Regions from separate parts of the Sus scrofa genome. Here all the other regions are linked to region 3. A link is a contact called in public HiChIP or PLAC-seq data. All regions are on one chromosome and are shown on one strand. Each heading gives the region's core, a stretch centred on a gene start, on an enhancer-like site or on the middle of the called end of the contact. The rest is flanking DNA. Distances are from core to core; before and after follow the strand shown. Region 1 overlaps KIF24 (kinesin-like protein KIF24). Region 2 overlaps KIF24 (kinesin-like protein KIF24). Region 3 overlaps DCAF12 (DDB1- and CUL4-associated factor 12).

Evidence for each region. HiChIP or PLAC-seq counts read pairs in DNA pulled down with a chosen protein or histone mark.
Region 1: a contact with region 3 is called in an H3K27ac HiChIP or PLAC-seq map of alveolar macrophages. The contact joins two enhancer-like sites. A contact is called at or near these places in 1 of 5 promoter capture datasets (liver), 6 of 47 Hi-C or Micro-C datasets (alveolar macrophages, embryonic fibroblasts, epiblast stem cells and 3 more) and 2 of 2 datasets of contacts at active chromatin or transcription factors (alveolar macrophages and skeletal muscle).
Region 2: a contact with region 3 is called in an H3K27ac HiChIP or PLAC-seq map of alveolar macrophages. The contact joins two enhancer-like sites. A contact is called at or near these places in 1 of 47 Hi-C or Micro-C datasets (alveolar macrophages) and 1 of 2 datasets of contacts at active chromatin or transcription factors (alveolar macrophages).

The regions. Positions count from the first base shown.
Region 1 is chr10:32,550,396-32,553,486 of Sscrofa11.1, forward strand. KIF24 (kinesin-like protein KIF24) reads left to right here. Exons shown (of 14, transcript XM_013980172.2): 14 at 1-2,368. The coding sequence ends at 90. UBAP1 (ubiquitin associated protein 1) reads right to left here. Exons shown (of 8, transcript NM_001267841.1): 8 at 1,848-2,978. The coding sequence ends at 2,838. Among named protein-coding and RNA genes, the nearest start is that of UBAP1, 74 kb to the right of the region's middle. Within about 2 kb of position 1,291, at least 4 of the 83 cell types and tissues checked have an H3K27ac peak or open chromatin away from gene starts, as enhancers often do. A contact at or near this core is called in alveolar macrophages, where this site is marked.
Region 2 is chr10:32,531,282-32,534,040 of Sscrofa11.1, forward strand. All of the region lies in intron 7 of KIF24 (kinesin-like protein KIF24), which reads left to right. Among named protein-coding and RNA genes, the nearest start is that of NUDT2, 66 kb to the left of the region's middle. Within about 2 kb of position 1,295, at least 1 of the 83 cell types and tissues checked has an H3K27ac peak or open chromatin away from gene starts, as enhancers often do. A contact at or near this core is called in alveolar macrophages, where this site is marked.
Region 3 is chr10:32,695,793-32,699,020 of Sscrofa11.1, forward strand. The region is part of intron 2 of DCAF12 (DDB1- and CUL4-associated factor 12); the gene reads left to right. Among named protein-coding and RNA genes, the nearest start is that of DCAF12, 23 kb to the left of the region's middle. Within about 2 kb of position 1,774, at least 5 of the 83 cell types and tissues checked have an H3K27ac peak or open chromatin away from gene starts, as enhancers often do. A contact at or near this core is called in alveolar macrophages, where this site is marked.

The DNA of each region.
Region 1 (3,091 bases), core at 41-2,540, 150 kb before region 3:
AAGTGCATCCAGAGTCTGAGGAGCCAGTTGCAGCTATACCTGGCCTGCCACAGGCCTGCCACAGCCCCTGAGAGGACAGCGGTATCTTAAAGCAAAACCCAGTATGGGGTGGCTAGGCTCCTGAGGGCTGAGGGCCTCTGCCAGGTCCCCCTGCAGATATACTAGAACCCACTACCTAGTCCTGCCCATTCTGGCCTCTCCCAAGCCACACACAGCCTTGGCTGGGCCCAGCTCCTTTCTTGGGGCCAGGTATATGCCCCTCAGTTCTAAGCACAGGAGCATCTATAAGGAAGGACAGATCAGCCCAAAAAACTTAATGTACCCTTCCCTTTTCTTTGGAGCTAGAGGAGTATTTGCCTCACTGAACCTTTTTCTGTAGATGTTTCTAAATTTGGGGATCAGAGGATGGGGATGGTCTGGTAACCTAGAGGTTGGAGGTCACAGGCTGAGCCTAGAGATTTTATCATCTGGATTCAGTGCCTTTCTCTAGGACTCGATCAAAAACTAAAACAATGGTGCTAGTGGGGCAGGGGCCACGTGAGTTCTGCCCCTTCAGCCCTTGGAGGTTGATTTTGGACTTTAGCTTTTGAAAATGCAGACTGAATAAACTTTGACTTGCTGTGTCTTTAACAGCAGCAGATATGGAACAGACTTTCTGCTTCCAGTTCCTCTCCCTCCTACAATCCAGAAGAGGGTGCTTTACTCTTTTCCCATCTCTGCCTTTTCCTGGGACCATGCACCTGTTAAAAGCCATTATGTTCCTGGCTCCTGCCTTTGAGTCCCCACCCACCACGCTCCCTCACGGAATAGCTGAATAGCTGCAGAATCTAAGGCAAGTTTCTCTCTAGCTTCACCTTCATCCAAGATATCCTTGGCCATCTACCCACCTCTTAGTGGCCTGTGTTCAGTGTCTTGGCATTGAGGGCTGAGGTCAATAGTCTGAGACTCTGAAGTAGTCAGAGTCACACCCTTCATGTGAGTTCTGCTTGCTGTTTATCTTTTTAGCAGAAAGAAGCTTAAGACAAGAAATACCAAGTGGCTTCCAGGTGGCCCATCACTTAGCAAGGCCACCATATGATATTGAGATTCACATGCCAAAGACTTGGCCCTGATGCCCACTTTATATGAAACTAATTTCCTATATGAAACTAAAAGGTAAAGGGTAACTTTTATAGGTCTTAAAGGAAGGATTTTAAGTAATTTTAAATTAATTTTAAAGGCCAGAAGAGGGGCTAGTTTTCTGAGGCAATGGCCATGCCTTATCTGACCACCAGAGGGCAGCCTCTCTCCAGCTTGGTGCTTTCCAGCCTTAAGGTTCAGCACCCATTCCTCAATCACTGAAAAAATTAGAGAACCCACCTGAACCAAGAGCATGGAAGGGGACTAGAAGACAGTATGAAGTATAAGGACAAGAAACTTCAGGGATAAATCTAGGGCCATCGATATACTAGCACCACTGAGAGCTGGGGAAGCAGTTTTGAATCCATCCTGCCTGTGGAACACATAATATACCTGATGGTGCTCACCCGACAAGGGGCTTGTTCCTCATTTCCGGGTGATTCCCCTGAAGGCCAGCCTGTCTCATCTCCACAGTAAGTCTTGCAGGAAGGCCCAGAGACCAAACTTGGGCAGGTTTAAAGAGACCTCCCCGTCTTGGCCTGCCTTTGCAAACCAAAAACCAGGGCACAGCTCCTTCCCAGAATTTGAAGAAAGTACTGAAACAACAGAAAATGGTTAGGTCCCATTCCAATCCCAGCAAATCTCAGCAGGAAATCCTTCATCAACCACTCACCTCCACCCCTCCGTGAAAGAGCCCTTGGCAATAAAGAAATGATCACAGCAGGACATACCTTTTAGATTTTTATTAGTAGTTCTCTCTGAAGAATGAAAATAGTTAGCAAATTACATTAGATTCATCAAGACTGTATATCCTCTGTATTTAGATCTTTAATGATGTACAACATAATACAAAACAAAGAGACGGATTTCTATGACTAGGTGTTACTGTGTCATCCTAGAGCAAAGGGCTGGAGGGAGAGGCTGTTCTCCAGGGAGAACTGAGGTGGAGTTAGTGCTGAGTGACCAAATCACCGCCTGTTTTTTTCTTCCCCACTTGATGCACTGGGAAGGGGCCAATGATTTCTTAAAATGACAACTGTTCCTAGAACAAGGGGGCTCTAAAATCCTGGGTAGCAAACGACTGTGGTCTCAACCAGACCAAAAGAAACAGGCTGGGGCAGGAAAGTAATGCAATTGCCTAGCAGAAAAGGCAAACTAGGGCCCCAAGGGAAAGGGCATTCTTTGCACCTCAGAGACATTGCAGAACCAGTGTAACACTAAGTGACATGAAGGGGGAAAAAAACAAAACCCTGGAAGAACCTCTCAATTGCACTCAACCTGGATTAGAGGTCAGTCCACCCTTGCAGAGGAGGAAAACATCTAGCCCCAAAGCAGCACTGAGTCTGGCCCTCCCACCCCTTCTCCCCAGCTCCTTCTGGCAGCTGGGGTGGGTTCCGGTTGAGGCCAAACAGACCCCAGAAAGACCAGAGAAGTCTCTCTGGAGGGCCAAGGTGGGAAGGACACTTCTCAAAATACAAATACATTTAATATGGAAGGAGCCAGGACAGTTCTGGGCACATGAGCCTGCCCAAATCTTTCCCACTTTCTCCCCAGCTCAGGGCCTCGGCTCATAGAGACCTGGCGAGCACCGTCTCCACACCTGACCTTCCACCCCCAAAAGAAAATCCAGAAGTGTACCCCTTCTCCTTCCCCACAGATGGGCTGCTCAGGGCCTCTGGCAGGGGTGGTTCCGTGGCAGGGCCTAGGCAAGGCCTATCTCAGCTGGCTCCCGCCCGAGCCATGAGGTCTTCCAAAGCATTGTCCTGGTCATTGTTGTGTAGGAGCAGAACTTCCTTAATGTCTTTCAGTTCAAAGCCCATTTCCTTAAATTTGCTCATTAACTGAAGAAACTCCATCATCTAAGGGAAAAAAGAGAGTAGACTCAAGAAAGAGTTCCAGCCACAGAAAATAGCTGAGTGGAGCAATGTGTGTGTAAGGGGACTGCTGGGGGAGCCTGCATCCTTCGCCAGAG
Region 2 (2,759 bases), core at 45-2,544, 160 kb before region 3:
TCAATTTCAAAGGCTGCTAATGTGTATTTTTATGGTAGTGGTCTCTGGTAGAGGCTTCTGGAGAGAAATACTCTTTTTAAAAAATATTTATTTATTTGTTGCTTTTTATGGCTGCACATGTGACATATGGAGGTTCCCAGGCTAGGAGTCGAATCGAAGCTGCAGCTGCTCGCCTATACCCACAGCCACAGCAACACCAGATCTGAGCCATGTTTGCAATCTACACCACAGCTCATGGCAACGCCAGATTCCCAACTCACTGAGCAAGGCCAGGGATCAAACCCTCAACCTCATGGTTCCTAGTAGGACTTATTTCTACTGCGCTACAGCAGGAACTCCCAAAATATTATTTTAAATAAAAATTTTAATAGGTAATATTTTCACATGGATTCAAAATTCAAAAAGCCCAGTGAAAATATTCTTTCCATTCTCTTTTCCTGAGGCAACTAATTTATGTTGTAGTTTTTTGTGTATCCTTCCAAGGGCGTTTTAAAATCTTTTTCATGTTCAACCCTTTAAATTATACAATTTAGTGATTTTTTTTTTTTTTTTAGTATTTTCAAAAAGCTGTACAGGAGCTCCTGTTGTGGCTCAGCAGGTTAAGAACTCGACTAGTATCCAGGAGGATATGGGTTCAATCCCTGGCCTCACTAGTGAGTAAAGGATCTGGCATTGCTGCAAGCTGCAGCTTGGATCCAGTTTTGCTATGACTGTGGCGTAGGCCTCAGCTGCAGCTCCAGTTCGACCCCTTGCCCAGGAACTTCCATATGCTGTGGGTGCGACCATAATAAAAAACAAAACGAAACAAAAAAAAACCTGTACAGTCATCACCGCTATCTAATTCCAGAATATTTTGTCACACCAAAATGAAACCCTGTACTATTAGCAGTTATTCCTTATTTCCCAGCCCCTGGCGCCTGACAGTCACTAATTTCTACTTCCATGGATTTACCTATTCTGGCCATATCATATAAATGTAATCACATAATATACAAGCTTTGTCTCTGGCTTCTTTCACTTAGAGAAATGTTTTCAGTCTTCAGTCATCTTGTTGAATGCATCAGTACTTCATTCCTTTTTATGGCTGAATAATATTCTATTGTATGGTGTCAGTACTTTATTCATCCATCAGTTGATGGACATGTGGGTTGTTGGAATCTTTTGGCTATTATGAATGATGCTGCTACAAACATTCATGTGCAGGTTTTGTGTGGACATATGTTTTCAGTTTTCTTGAGTATATGCTTAGGAGTGGAGTTGCTGAGTCATACTTTTTGAGGAACTGCCAAACTGTGTTCCAAAGTGGCCGCACCATTTTACATTCCCACCAGCAATGTATGAAAGTGGGTGTTATTTTAAAAGCTCCCAAGGTGATTCTAACATGTAGCCATCATAGTCCTTCTAGTATATCCAACAAGCCTCGCTAGACTCAAAGTGAGAAGGCTGGAAAGACAGGCTACATACTTAACAATAGCCACCTTCACAATGGCTTCAGAGTACATACCTCCAGGGACTTGGGTGTATGAAATGGTGGGGTGGGAGTTCCTGTTGTGACTCAGTGGGTTAAGAACTCAACTAGTATCCATGAAAATGTGGGTTTGATCCTTGGCCTTGCTCAGTGGGTTAAGGACCCAGCGTTGCTGTGAGCTATAGAGTAGGTCGCCAGTGTGGCTTGGATCTGGCATTGCTGTAGCTGTGCATAGGCCTGCAGCTGCAGCTGCAGTTCAACCCTTAGCCTGGGAACTTCCATATGCTGCAAGTGCGGCCCTAAAAATACAAAAAAAAAAAAAAAAAAAAGAAAAAGAAAGAAAGAAATGCAAAAAGAAAAATGGTGAGGTGGCCCACCATTGATGGTATCTTTTTCTAATAGCTTTTTTTTTCCTGGAACAAATAGGTAAATTTCATTTAAGAGCTGGGACTTTGAATTTGTGTGATTATCTGAGTCCTGGGATTCCCACACAAAAGTGTGTGGGACAGGCCCACTGGGCAAAAAAAAAAAAAAAAAAGTGCGTGGGACAGGGAGTTCCCTGGTGGCCTAGTGATTAAGGATCCAGTGTGGTCACTGTTATGGTGTGGGTTTGATTCCTGGCCCGGGAACTTCAACATGCTGTGGGCACAGGCACAGCCACAGCCCCCAAAAAGGTGTAGAACATGTTGAAGGGGCTTCACTGAGACTCTTGCCCATTCTTAACCTGCCTAGCGCTCCTTCCACTGTGGAGTCCTAAGGACATTGTTTCTCATACACCTCTTCCCTGCAGTCCTTGTGCCTCCACCTCCCCTAGCCATTCCTTCACTGGCTGGGAATTTCAGGAGAGTTGGTCCTCGTGATGCTGTTGTCCCTGGAAGTTAGAACATTTGAATGGGAAAGGATCAAACACTAAAAAGAAGTCCCTTTTCCTTGGCTTTAAGTCATAACTGTATTATTGTGTGCCCTGGTGTCAAATCACTCTCACCCTGGAAGAGCTGATGGTACTGCTCTATCTTAGGTGTGTTTTCTAAGAAAAACAGAAAGAAGTTTCTTGTTAGTCATCACATTACTGCCATTGATACCCTCAGTCTGTGATACATATGAGGTTGTACAAGATGGAAGCCAGGTGAGATCAGGGTGGAAAGTTAATATAAATTATGGATGTCTGACATGGTTACCCTCATAAACATTTATTGGCTTGAAACAAGAGGACTTGCTAACTCAGGTGTCACTATTCGTGCTCACTCAGGTATCACCCCGTGTGTTTGCTCAAGTTCACCTTCAGGTGTCA
Region 3 (3,228 bases), core at 524-3,023:
CCTTGTGCTAGACACTTTAAATTTTATTAGGTCCCTTAGCAGCCCTTTAAGATGAATAATACTATCCAAAGTTTTATAGATAAGAAACAAGCTTCAGGGAGTTCCCATCGTGGTGCAGCAGAAATGAATCTGACTAGAAACCATGAGGCTGCGGGTTCGCTCCCTGGACTGGCTTGGTGGGTTAAGGATTTGGCATTGCTGTGAGCTGTGGTGTAGGTCGCAGATGCAGCTCAGATCTGGCATTGCTGTGGCTGTGGCCTAGGCCGGCAGCTATAGCTCCGATTAGACCCCTAGCCTGGGAACCTCCATATGCCGCAGGTGCGGCCCTAAGAAGACAAAAGGAAGGAAGGGAGGGAGGAAAAGAAGAAAGAAAAAGAAGCTTCAGAAAGGTTAAGTGACTTGACCAAGATCACACAGATGCTAAGTAGCCAATCTGGAATTCATACCTAGAAGTTTCCCAAGTCCCAAAGGGGAGAGGTTAGACATGAATAGATGAAGCCTTTTCTCTTCATCTTTTCTGGATGGTAGCAGTGGAGCCTATGTCTGTTTTAAGGCATAGGGGAAACTCAGATCTTTGCAGGTTGCCGGTCAGTTTACTCTTGTGTCTTATCAAACACGTTGTCCTTATGTACAGATGAGATTCTCTCCACGTCAGTGCCTCTTAAACCTCAGTATGCTTGGAGATATTGGGAAACTCCATGTTCCAGTTTAGTAGGTCTAGGGTGGGGCCTGGCATCCTTTGTTTCTTTTTTTTTTTTTTTTCTTTTTTGTCTTTTAGCCATTTCTTGGGCTGTTCCTGCAGCATGTGGAGGTTCCCAGGCTAGGGGTTGAATTGGAGCTGTAGCCGCTGGCCTATGCCAGAGCCACAGCAATGTGGGATCCGAGCCGCCTCTGCAAACTACACCACAGCTCATGGCAACACCAGATCCTTAACCCACTGAGCAAGGCCAGGGATTGAACCTGCAACCTCATGGTTCCTAGTTGGATTCGTTAACCACTGAGCCACGATGGGAACCCCAGGATCCTTTGTTTCTACAAAGCTTCTAGATGCTTCTTGAATAGCAGTATTCTAGATCATTTGTGGTTAAACTTGGGCAGTCTTTAGATTGACCTGTAGATCCTTGAAAAAAAAATTTAGTTTTATTGGCCCCAAACACAGAAATTTATAATTAGAGGAATCTTAACGTAGGGCATGGGAATTGTTTTGTAGTTTTTTTGAAAAAAGAAAATCCCCCAGGTAATTGTGATAGTTTAAAAATCCCTGATGTAAGAAGTTCCCACTGTGGTGCAAGGGTTAAGAATCCAACTACAGCAGCTCAGTCGCTGCAAGGTGTGGATTGGATCCCTAGCCCGGCACAGTGGATTAAAGGATCGAGCATTGCTAAAGCTGCAGCATAGGTCGCATCAGTCCCTGGCCTGAAAATTTCCATATGCCATAGGTACAGCTTTAACAAAAAAAAACTGCTGGTATAGAAGCTAGCATATTTTGGATGCCTTGTCTTACACGACACAGGGGTGTAAGTGGGCAGTTAATTTTGCTTCATTAAACATTTGAGAGGCCAAGTTGGTTAGAGGTGATTTGTTTAAAAGACTGAGAAATCCCACTCACTTTATTGGAAGGTCTCATTCACAGACCCCAAGAGCAAGAAACATCCGTGGATCTCAGAAGAAAACAGCTAGGAATTGGAAAGCCACTAGGAACTAAGGATGTCCATACTTCCTATCTTTTGTTTCCTTTTCTCTGGGGACTGGCTTTGGTGGAAGATGGCCACCCAGACAGTTTGGTTTAGTGCCACCAGACAGTTCCTCATTCCTGAGAGAATTTGAATGACCCAGTCCAGTGTGGCCTCTGGACTGGTTCTCCCTAAGCCAGGAGGGCACCCCAGGACAGTGCTGTGATCTGGAAATCTTATATCGAACTAACTCAGCTACAAGGACCCCTCTGAGTGCAAGGATATGGGGGCCCTCTTACATCGTTGCCCTGGCCCCCTAAAAGATAACTGTAAGTGCTTACTGTGTAGCTCTGCATTTGGGGGGCAGGAGGATAGAACCAAATAGGGTAGATCCCCTCCTCTTGGAATTGGGAGGGCTTAATCGGGAAGAGAGACAAGTAAAGATATTAAATCGGAGTTCCTGTTGTGGTGCAACAGAAATGAATCTGACTAGTATCCATGAGGATGCAGGTTTGATCCCTGGCCTCACTCAGTGGGTTGGGTATCTGGTGTTGCCATGAGCTGTGGTGTAGGTTGCAGACATGGCTCTAATCTGGTGGTGCTGTGGCTCTTGTGTAGGCTGGCAGCTGTAGCTCCAATTCTGCCCCTAACCTGGGAACTTCCATATGCTGCAAGTGCGGTCCTAAAAAGCCAGAAAAAAAAAAAGAAAGAAAGATTTTAAATCTGTAATAAGATCTGAGTATTGTGGGAATTCCCTCGTGGCTTGGCAGTTAAGAACCCGACTAGTATCCCTGAGGATGCAGATTTGATCCTTGGCCCCACTCAGTGGGTTAAGTATCTGGTGTTGCCTCAAGTTGCAGTATAGGTCATAGATTCATCTCGGATCTGGCACTGCTGTGGCTGTGGCATAGGCTGGCAGCTGCAACTCCAATTTGACCCCATGCCTGGGAACTTCCACATGCGCCAGGTGCGGCCCTTAAAAAAAAGGAAGAAAGAGGGAAAGAGGGAGTTCCCGTCTTGGCTCAGTGGTTAACGAATCCGACTAAGAACCATGAGGTTGCTGGTTCGATCCCTGGCCTTGCTCAGTGGGTTAAGGATCCGGCATTGCCATGAGCTGTGGTGTAGGTTGCAGAGGCGGCTCGGATCCCGCGTTGCTGTGGCTCTGGCTTAGGCCACCAGGTACAGCTCCGATTCAACCCCTAGCCTGGGAACCTCCATATGCCGCGGGTGTGGCCCAAGAAATGGCAAAAAGACAAAAAAAAAGAAAAGGAGAAAAAAGTAAAAAAGATCTCAGTCTTGGGAGCCTACAAGAGAGGAACTTAACCAACCTGGACATAAGGGAATAGTCATAGAGGACATGTCTGAACTGAGTCATGAAAGATAAGTACATGATGACCAGGTAAAGAGGAGGAGGAGAAAGGACTACTGGCATTGTGAACATCATGAGAGTGAAAATAATATTTCATTGAAGATTTTTGTGTGAATAATAATAATAATAATAATTTCTTTCAAGTTCTATGGCAGGATGTGAAGCTAGAGATGTAGGTAGGGCCAC